2 separate regions of the Mus musculus genome follow, and region 2 is linked to region 1. A link is a contact called in public HiChIP or PLAC-seq data. All regions are on one chromosome and are shown on one strand. The core of a region is the stretch at or near the end of the contact, and the rest is flanking DNA. Distances in the headings are between cores, read along the strand shown. Region 1 has its middle 20 kb from the start of Pif1. Region 2 holds the start of Trip4 (thyroid hormone receptor interactor 4).

Region 1 (4,508 bases), core at 993-3,492:
TTTTTTTTTTTTAAGATTTATTTATTTATTTATTTATATGTAAGTACACTGTAGCTATCCTCAGATACCCCAGAAGAGGGCATCAGATTTTGTTACGGATGGTTGTGAACCACCATGTGGTTGCTGGGATTTGAACTTGGGACCTTCAGAAGAGCAGTTGGCGCTCTTAACCACTGAGCCATCTCACCAGCCCCCTGAGTTCAATTCTTAACAACCATATGGTGGCCCAAAACCATCTGTGATGGGGATCCAATGCCATCTTTTGGTGTGTCCGAAGACAGTGACAGTATACTAATATACATAAAATAAATAAATCTTTAAAAAAAAACAAAAAACAAAAAAAAATGTGGCCACTTTAAAGAAAAAAGTGGACACTCTAGCCAGGCATGGCTTTAATCCTAGCACTTGGGAGGCAGAGGCAGAGGCAGATGGATCTCTGAGTTTGGGGTTAACCTGGTCTACAGAGTTAAGTTCTAGGGTAGATAGGGCTATACGGAGAAACCCAGTCTCAAAAAATAAAACCAAAAAGACAAAAACCAAAAAACCCAAACAACAAAAAATGACCAGATGCTGGTGACACACACCTTTAATCTCAACACTCAGGAGGCAGAGCCAGGTGGATCTCTGTGAGTTCTAGACCAGCCTCTGTACAAAGCAAGTTTCAGGGACAGCCAGGGCAGTTACAGAGAAACGTATCTCAAAAATAAAATAACATAAAATAACAACACCAACCAATCAATCAATCAATAAAGAAGACACTCTGAACATTTCATGGACTATGCGAGTATAATCCCATCTCCTGCCTGGGTGGGGTGGTCAGCTATTTAGGACGCTATGCCTTGTAAGACCCTGGTATATCTTACCCATCCCTACTGGCTACTCCAAGCACGTAGACCACTAGAGGGCACCAAAGAATCAAGTTTTCCCTGGAGCCTGCAAATCCTTTTGTCCCGAAGTCTCCAGCCTGAGTGGGGCACACCCTCACCTCAGGAGCTGGGGGCGGAGTCGGTGTTGAGCTAGAAGGGGTTTTGCTGTTATTCAGAAGCCTCCACTGGGTGTGTGCACAGGAGCTCATGTTTAGGGTTCTTTAACCCCCACCCCTTGTTCTTTTTCTGGGGGGAGGGTGGGACTACTGTTTCTACTTTATGGAGAAAGCGCCCTGGTGTATGAACAGCTAGGTACCTGGTCAAGGCTGCGGTTGGTAACCGGGTCTAACATAAGCCCCAGTTACAGGGTTCACAAAGGCTGATTCCTGTGTTTTAAGCACTGGCTCTCCCTTTTTTTTTTTTTTCAACTGTGACTTCAGAGGTTCAGCTTAAGTCCTCTGAACCCTGTTTTGATCATCTGTTGATCAGCCAGTCAACAGAATCAGAAAGACTGGGCCTGGAGACACAGCCTTAGAGTGCACCGCCTTTAACTTCAGCATTTTGGAAGTAGAGTCAGATAAGTCTCTGGAAGTTCAAGGCCAGCCTTGAACTTATCTCAGTTAAACAAATTAAATTCCCGAAAGGCACCGGGTGGGGGTGGGGGGTGTCAAACTGGGGCTAGCAAGAGGGAAACCCCCCAGATTGGTTCTTATTACCTAAAGACGCTACTTCCTACCTTATATACCTACGCTTCCCTCCTCAAACAGGGGCTAGCTGCGCATGTGCTGCTGTACAGACCAGCCCACCTTTCGCTCCTCAGCCCCTTGGCCTCAGCTCCCTCCCTTTGCCTTTCAGCATCCCTGCAGATGTCTGCCACATCCCCAGGTGGCCCTTCACTTTTTTCCTCACTGGTGTTGGGTTCAGGAAGCAGAGAACCAGCTCACCTGGGGAGATTCAGAGTGAGGCAAGCATCCAGTTACTTACAAGCCGGGGCAGGGAGAACAGACAGGGGCAGGCAGCCCAAGGTCAGGACCAAAGCTCTAGGAACCAGTGTCAGGGAGTCATAGCACTGTCTGCTTTGCCCTCTATACTTTTTCCACCCCTGGGGTTTAAAGATCATGCCATCGGCTGGAACTGTGGGGTTGTGCTCGGTATAAAAAGGCTGTTCTGGCCCTGGAGAAGCCCTGCTCTCTCCTCCACCAGAGCTGCCTCCTCCCACCCCTCATCCTCGGCCCTGGCACAACACTCCATGCCTATTTAAGGCAAATCTCCTGATCTTTTAAATAACATTCGGCTCCTTGTGAAGCAGGCAGGCAAGGCCAGAGCTTAGGAAAAGGGGGTGGAGCACTAACCTCTCAGAGGATGGGGTGGGGCAGAGCAGGATTGGGGAGGTGCAGATGTGAATCTCTCTCTTCCATAGGGTGTCTTGGGAAGATCTGAGTCCATCACTTCCAGCATTTCATTTGGTTCTCAGGATTGGCTCAAATCCTGGAGGGAGGCCCTCCCAGAATGCTACAGTGTGGCCCTAGCTGGGGTCCAGGTGGGAAGAGGTAGGATTCTGGATGCAGGACAGATGTATACATAGCTAGCCCTGGGTGAAGGGACACAACTAGAGTGGCCAGCAGGGAAAGTGGGGGAGTCTGCAGGAGGACTGACCACTAACTGATCCCACTGACAGCCCAGTTTATGAAAGACAACTGCTATTTGATTCTGTAACTCAAGGCTCAGAGAGTCCAAGAGGCCTGCCAAGGACAACACAGCTAGTGAACACAGGGATTAATGTTTCTTCCCTGCCCTGACAGGTTTCTTTTGCTTGGGGTACATGACAGTAGTCCGGATCCCAGGCCAGGCACCATTTAAAGCCCACTGACATTCCGTGTTTGTCTTTCTATCTCCTTGTGTCCCCACCCCCCCTCCCCAGATCACCATTCCTCTTGCCTGTATCTCTGCCCTGGGCTTCCTGGATTCCTTCTTTCCCCTTTTGCTCTTGGTATTTTTTTCCCCAGGCAGCACCCCTTCCCCTATCTCTGCATTCCCAACCCCCTAGTTTCCCTGAATGACTGAGATACCCTTTCCAGTGTTCAAAAGGTGACATCAGGGATCTTTTACAGCTCATGTTGCCTTCTAGGGACTAGGCACTTCACCAGTGTGTGAGCCCCAATGGGCTCAATCCCCTGGGTCCACTGAAGGAGATTCAGCAAGTCTCAATGCCTATGTAGAGGAGGGGTGATAGTCCTTCCTTCCTTCCTCTTTCTTTTCCTTTTTTTCTGAGACAGGGTTTTTCTGTGTATCCCTGGCTGTTCTAGGATGCCCTCTGTAGACCAGGCTAGCCTCAAATTCAAATATCCACCTGCCTCTGACTCCTGAGTGCTGGGATTTTTTTTTTCCCATTTGTTCCGAGACAGGGTTTCTCTGTGTAGTCCTGGTTGTCCTGGAACTCACTCTGTAGACCAGGCTGGCCTCGAACTCAGAAATCCGCCTGCCTCTGCCTCCCGAGTGCTGGGATTAAAGGCATGCGCCACCGCCACTGCCCAGTGCTTTGGTGAGGTCTTTCTAGTCTGACTCTACTATGAAACACTTTACATCCTTGGTCAAACCTATTTCTCTCTTTGGGCCTCTGTCACACTGATGGATTATAAAGGTTTATTTATTTAACTTTACTCTTTGTGAATTTCACATCAGGCACACCAATCCTATTCATCTTCTTGTCCTGTCCCCACATATCTACCTTCTGCCCTTGCAAGCCCCTCCTGAAAAGAAAATTAAAAAAATAAAAATAAAAAAAAATTCAAAATCTCATAGTGGAAGCTGTGGTGTGTCACAGTGTGCCCTTTGGTCCAAACATCTTCTAAATGTTGATTGTAATGGTTCGAGGCATCTGGCTTCTGCTACTGGATCCTCACTGGCACTCCTCTTGGACATCCTGTTGTTACCCTGTGTCATGGCGCTCCCTCAGCTTTGGATCTGCAAGACCAGCCCCTTCACGTGTTCCAGCAGCTCATAGAGGGGGTAGATGTTTGGGTGGGTCAACTCACAGCTCTGGATCTGGGCCTGGATGGTGGCTGATTTGGTCAGCCTGCCAGCACTCCTGCACCCACGTCACCAGGGCGAGCTCTTAAGGTGGCACGACCTAGCAGGAAGAGCCCAGCTTCAGCCAAATCGGAGTGACCAGGGCCAATAGGAACACCAGGAAAAATTCTCTTCTTGGCTGTGCCTCTCTCGAAGAAGTGAAGACATGAGACCAAGAAGCCTTTAGCTATGCAAGCAAGTCAAGCAAGTCCCTCTCACAGTCCACTGAGTCCTAGTTATACTCCCTCCAAGCATCACATGTCCTCTATGGGTCTTGCCTCAGCACGTGAGTCTGACTTAGCAAAACTCCTTGTGAGTCTATCTCAGCTGACATCATTCTGCCAATCAGCCTGAGTCTGAGGAAGTGGCAAGAAGCCGCAGCACACCACCAGAAGTTTTTTGTTGTGTTTCTCTCTATGGAGTCTCGACAAATGAAACTCAACAAGGCATTAAGGCAAACCAATGCATGCATGTCCTTAGTGAAGAATCCTTTATCACACGTCCTTTCATCTGCTTGCTTTAGCAAAACATCCGTTCACTTGTGTCTGCTTCAGCTAAACATTCCTTCATGAG
Region 2 (4,291 bases), core at 1,362-3,861, 300 kb after region 1:
TTTTATAGCTCATATTAAGAGTATAGATTCCTCGGCCAGCAAAATCACTCAAAGGGTAGAGCGACTACCAATGCCAAACCTGCCGCCTTGAGCTCAGTCTCTAGACCATCGATATGGTTGAAAAGGAGAAGGGACTCCTTCAACACATCCTTTGACCTCCACATTCACAATGGTATGTCAGCACCAACACATACACAAATAAATATAATAAAGAGAATAAGATTTTTGTAGTTAAGCCCACATAGGCAGTTGTAGTGTAGGACTTTGCAACTCACCTTCCCAGGCCTCTAAGCATGACTATGTTGAAAATGAAAGAATTATAAAAGCTCATGTGGTCAGGCAATGGTGGTGGTGCACGCTTTTAATCCCAGCACTTGGGAGGCAGAGGCAGGAGGATTTCTGAGTTCAAGGCAAGCCTGATCTATAGAGTGAGTTCCAGGACAGCCAGGGCTACACAGAGAAACCCTGTCTCGAAAAGCAAAACAAACAAACAAACAAAAGCTCATGTGGGGCTGGAAAGATGGCTCAGTGGTTAAGAGCACCAACTGTTCTTCCAGAGGTCCTGAGTTCCATTCCCAGCAACCACAGGGTGGCTCACAACCATCTGTAATGGGATCCGATGCCCTCTTCTGGGGTGTCTGAAGGCAGCAACAGTGTACTCATACATTAAGTGAATAAATAAATCTTTAAAAAAAAAAAAAAGCTCATGTGGTTATTTAGGACTCAATCCAGATTTTCATATATTAATAGAACAGTGAATTAAAAAACCCCAAGGCTATAGGAAAGGAGCTAAATGCTGCTTGTAAACCACCTCAGGCAGTGGACAGAGAGCTCTGCAGATGAAGGTGCATTTCCACATTAGCTTAAGCTTATGGTTAGTTCTAACTGAATTTTATTTGATGAGGCACCAATTTCTATAGGCCACATTTTTTTAAACCATAAACATGTTCTAGTTCTTTAGATGTATTGTAAACTGTTGCATGTTGGACTTATATTTATTTTAGAATTTAAAGTTTGGAATTTAGACCTGCTGGCAGGTGAAATACTAAACTACTGTAACACTCATCACTGACCCAGATTGTGTGTGTGTGTGTTTGTGTGTGTGTGTGTGTGTGTATTTCCAATTGTATACACGATGATGGTGGGGGTAGGGAATGGAACTATTTTAGACTTAATAACCAACTGCTGGTACATTTGAGCCTAAAGTGGTTTCTTAAAAGCTTTGCAGAGTTGACTGCCTAGGATGGATCAATTTAATGCCATCCTATGAGTCTAGGAAATGAAAAGGCCTAGTGTTACTTTTCAATTACCAAAATTAGTTTTCTGTCTTAGCTGAGGTAAACAACAGTCTACTAATAATTTTGTGACCAATAAAATCGGGTCTTACAGTTGCAAGTGTATCCACTGATGTAGATGAGAAAAATTCAGAAGTTAAAGTTAAAATAGGAAAGCCGGTCCATCCCGGTAGTGAACGCTTTAAATCCCAGCACCTGGGAGAAGAGGAAGGTGGGTCTCTGAATTCAGGGCCAGCCTGGTCTACATAGACATTACCTGATCAGTCATCCAGGGCTTCAAAGTGAGATTCAGACTCAAAAAATAATACAGTCAAGTGATGGTTTTATCCCCCACCCCAGGTTTCTCTAAAAATATAATTACTATAATTATAGGGGTCGTTACAGGGGGTTATTTTGTTGGCTTTGGTCTCCACCATAGTTTTCCAGTTTTTTCAAAGAGTGAACTTATGCCTCGGGTATGTTAGGTAAAATGTTTTAAAACTGGGACTGACCATGTAGTCTAGGCCTTGGAGTTACTATCCTCGCTTTTCCTCTGGAGTCTAAGCATTACAGGTCTGCTTGTCATGTCCAGTAAATGAGTCTCCTTGCCTCCCTTCCTTTCTTCGATGCCTGGGAATCGAACTAAAGACCTTGGGCATGCCAGGCAAGTTTTGTATCACAGACCTAAATCCCCAGCCTAAATGAGGGTTTTTATGGACACCTTTCTTAGTCACCGTATAGGTATGTTGGTTTATTCTGATGGGAGGCTTAGTTGTCTTCCTACTCAAGCGAGATTACCGGCATTCTTTGTCTCCCCCAACTCCCCCGTTTTATGGAATAACAATAATAATATTACTCTGGTCAATTTTCATAGACTCAAATATAGCTAGGTTATTTCCAGGTCACACATAAAAACGTTAAATCCTTAAAAAAAAAAAAAAAAAGAAAAAAGAAAAGACAAGGTAAGACAAAACTTTCTTACCCACTTCACTGTTCGACTTCTGGAGCCGGTTCAGAACGAAATGCATGCAAAAGTCTGGTTGAAACGACAGGAAATCCACCAGAGGGAGATGCTTGCTAGACAGTGAGAAAGAAGCTCCCGCAAGGGGCCTGGAGAGGAGCTTTGGGAGGAGCTGCCGAGATGGCCCAGGATTCCAGGAGGTGTGTGTAGTTTGGAGCTGGTGTCAGAGACCAACTGATGGAAGCAGCTACGTTGGGCCTACTACCTGCTGCAGCGAAGGGTTTACCTGGCCTAACATTGTAAACTAAAGGCCTAAAAACATTTCCAAATGAGAAAACGAAGCTCCCAACCCACTTACCAACAGTCCCCGAAGAAATGGGGGGGGAAGGGGGGTATTTAAAGGCACTTCCGCTTAGCAACCCCACGCTGTTGCTAAGGAGGGGCCGCAGCATTAACGACCCGGAAGTGGTGGTCTGAATTTCACAGCGACGACAGGGGTTTGTCCTATCAGAAGAACGAGGATGCTCTGCGGCTCCAGGAGGTGGGTGGGACCTGCATTAGTACTTCCGGCTTGGCTCGGCCGCCCCTCAACTGGTCTTCCCCCTCCCCTCCGCCTCCTCCGCTCCCTCCGCTCCCTCCCGCTCCTGGGAAAGCAAAGCTGCGGCTTAAGGGGTGGTTGAGAGAAGCAGTAGGCGCCTCGGGGAGGGGACCGCGCCCGCCCCCTTGGAACACTGGAGCACCGCTGATTTAGGTAGGTACTCTGGCTTCGACTGGGTCTGGGAGACTGGAGTCTGAGATGTGTGTGTGTGTGTACGTGTGTGTGTGGGGGGGGTGGGGTGGGGGCTTTAGGAGCCCTTCGCTGGGGCGGGGCAGTGGACTCGGGAATCCCGGGTGGGGCGCGGGCCTGTCCGTGGAGGGTTGCGGGGGCGGGACAGAGGGACCAGGGTCCCTGCGTGCAAAGAGTTGCGGGTTGCGGGTTAGACCCGGTCGCAGGAGGCGCCCTTTCTGAAGCAGGGACTTCGGCCAATGCAGACCGGGAGTTTCCCACCTGGAGTGCCAGCTCCGAAAAGAAGGGGGAGCATCATCCAGGGCCGAAATCAAGGGTATAGACTTGGAGAGGTGACTGTGGTCATCCTGTGCTTCACATTGTCCGCGTCCCGGACTCTCTGTTGGGACAGAGCCGGGCTTCGAGGGCTTGTAAGGGTTTCGTGTCGGCTGGGCACCGTGGAGCCGCCCTTGGCAGAGGTAGGGCAGAAGAGTGGGTAATGAGACCTCCCTCCACCCAACTTCCGTGCGCTTCCCCCGCTTCTTCCTTTATTGCTCTCTCGGCAGGGCGCCCTATAGGAGCGTTGTCCCCTAAGTGGGTACGCATCACGTCGTAAAACAAGAGTGTGAAACTGGGTTTGTTGCCCCCGGATGATTTTTCGGATATTTGCAAAGTGCCAGAATGGCATATTCTAGCAGTCTCCCAGACCGATATGAGTCTGGTATGAATTTTCTTAGAAAATGCAATACTGGAAGGCATCTGACTATATTCAAACGTAGCCTTGTAAATGAGCATGCTTTAAAAAAACCACTAGGAAATCCATATTTAGAGGTCTAGATGAGACATGTTTAGGCAAGCCTTTTTCAACCTCTTTCTCACCTGCCAGTAATCCTTTTGTGGTTTAAACGAATTAGAAATGCTATCTTCATTTTGTTTAAGTGACTGAATTGTAGGAAGTATAGTATATGTCTTAGAAGAACTAGTGAACATTTAGAGAGACAAGGGACAAGAGTCCCTTTCCAATGATTGAACTCTCTCTTAATCTTTTAAGGAGATAATTATGTTCAAGTGGAAGTATTGGCTTTGAGAAAGATAATTCTGGGAATGAACCCGCCTTTGCCTCTTAACTAGTTGTTGACTTTGGTCAAGTCACAGACTAACAGTTTCAGCCTCTTCACAAGGAGGAATTAAATTCTAGTCAGTGTCAAAAGAGAGGTGATTACTTATATAACTCCATTTAAAACAAGCACCTTTGAATTTCAAGGTTGTCATTAGTCAACATAGTTAAGG

What was found. HiChIP or PLAC-seq counts read pairs in DNA pulled down with a chosen protein or histone mark.
Region 2: an H3K27ac HiChIP or PLAC-seq map of embryonic stem cells shows a contact between it and region 1, with 6 times the contacts expected there. The contact joins the promoter of Trip4 here to the enhancer-like site in region 1. A contact is called at or near these places in 2 of 39 promoter capture datasets (second pharyngeal arch cranial neural crest and stem cell-derived epiblast-like cells), 1 of 15 datasets of contacts at CTCF or cohesin (embryonic stem cells), 6 of 484 Hi-C or Micro-C datasets (all in embryonic stem cells), 20 of 115 datasets of contacts at active chromatin or transcription factors (the 230-238 cell line, the SCID.adh cell line, bone marrow-derived macrophages and 12 more) and 2 of 9 other capture datasets (adipose tissue and embryonic stem cells).

Annotation. Positions count from the first base shown.
Region 1 is chr9:65,604,734-65,609,241 of GRCm38.p6, forward strand. No RefSeq gene overlaps it. Among named protein-coding and RNA genes, the nearest start is that of Pif1, 20 kb to the left of the region's middle. Within about 2 kb of position 2,243, at least 45 of the 459 cell types and tissues checked have an H3K27ac peak or open chromatin away from gene starts, as enhancers often do. A contact at or near this core is called in embryonic stem cells, epiblast stem cells and stem cell-derived epiblast-like cells, where this site is marked.
Region 2 is chr9:65,906,183-65,910,473 of GRCm38.p6, forward strand. It overlaps Trip4 (thyroid hormone receptor interactor 4), which reads right to left and starts at 2,612. Exons shown (of 14, transcript NM_001357872.1): 1 at 2,257-2,612. Csnk1g1 (casein kinase 1, gamma 1) reads left to right here and starts at 2,828. Exons shown (of 14, transcript NM_173185.2): 1 at 2,828-2,986.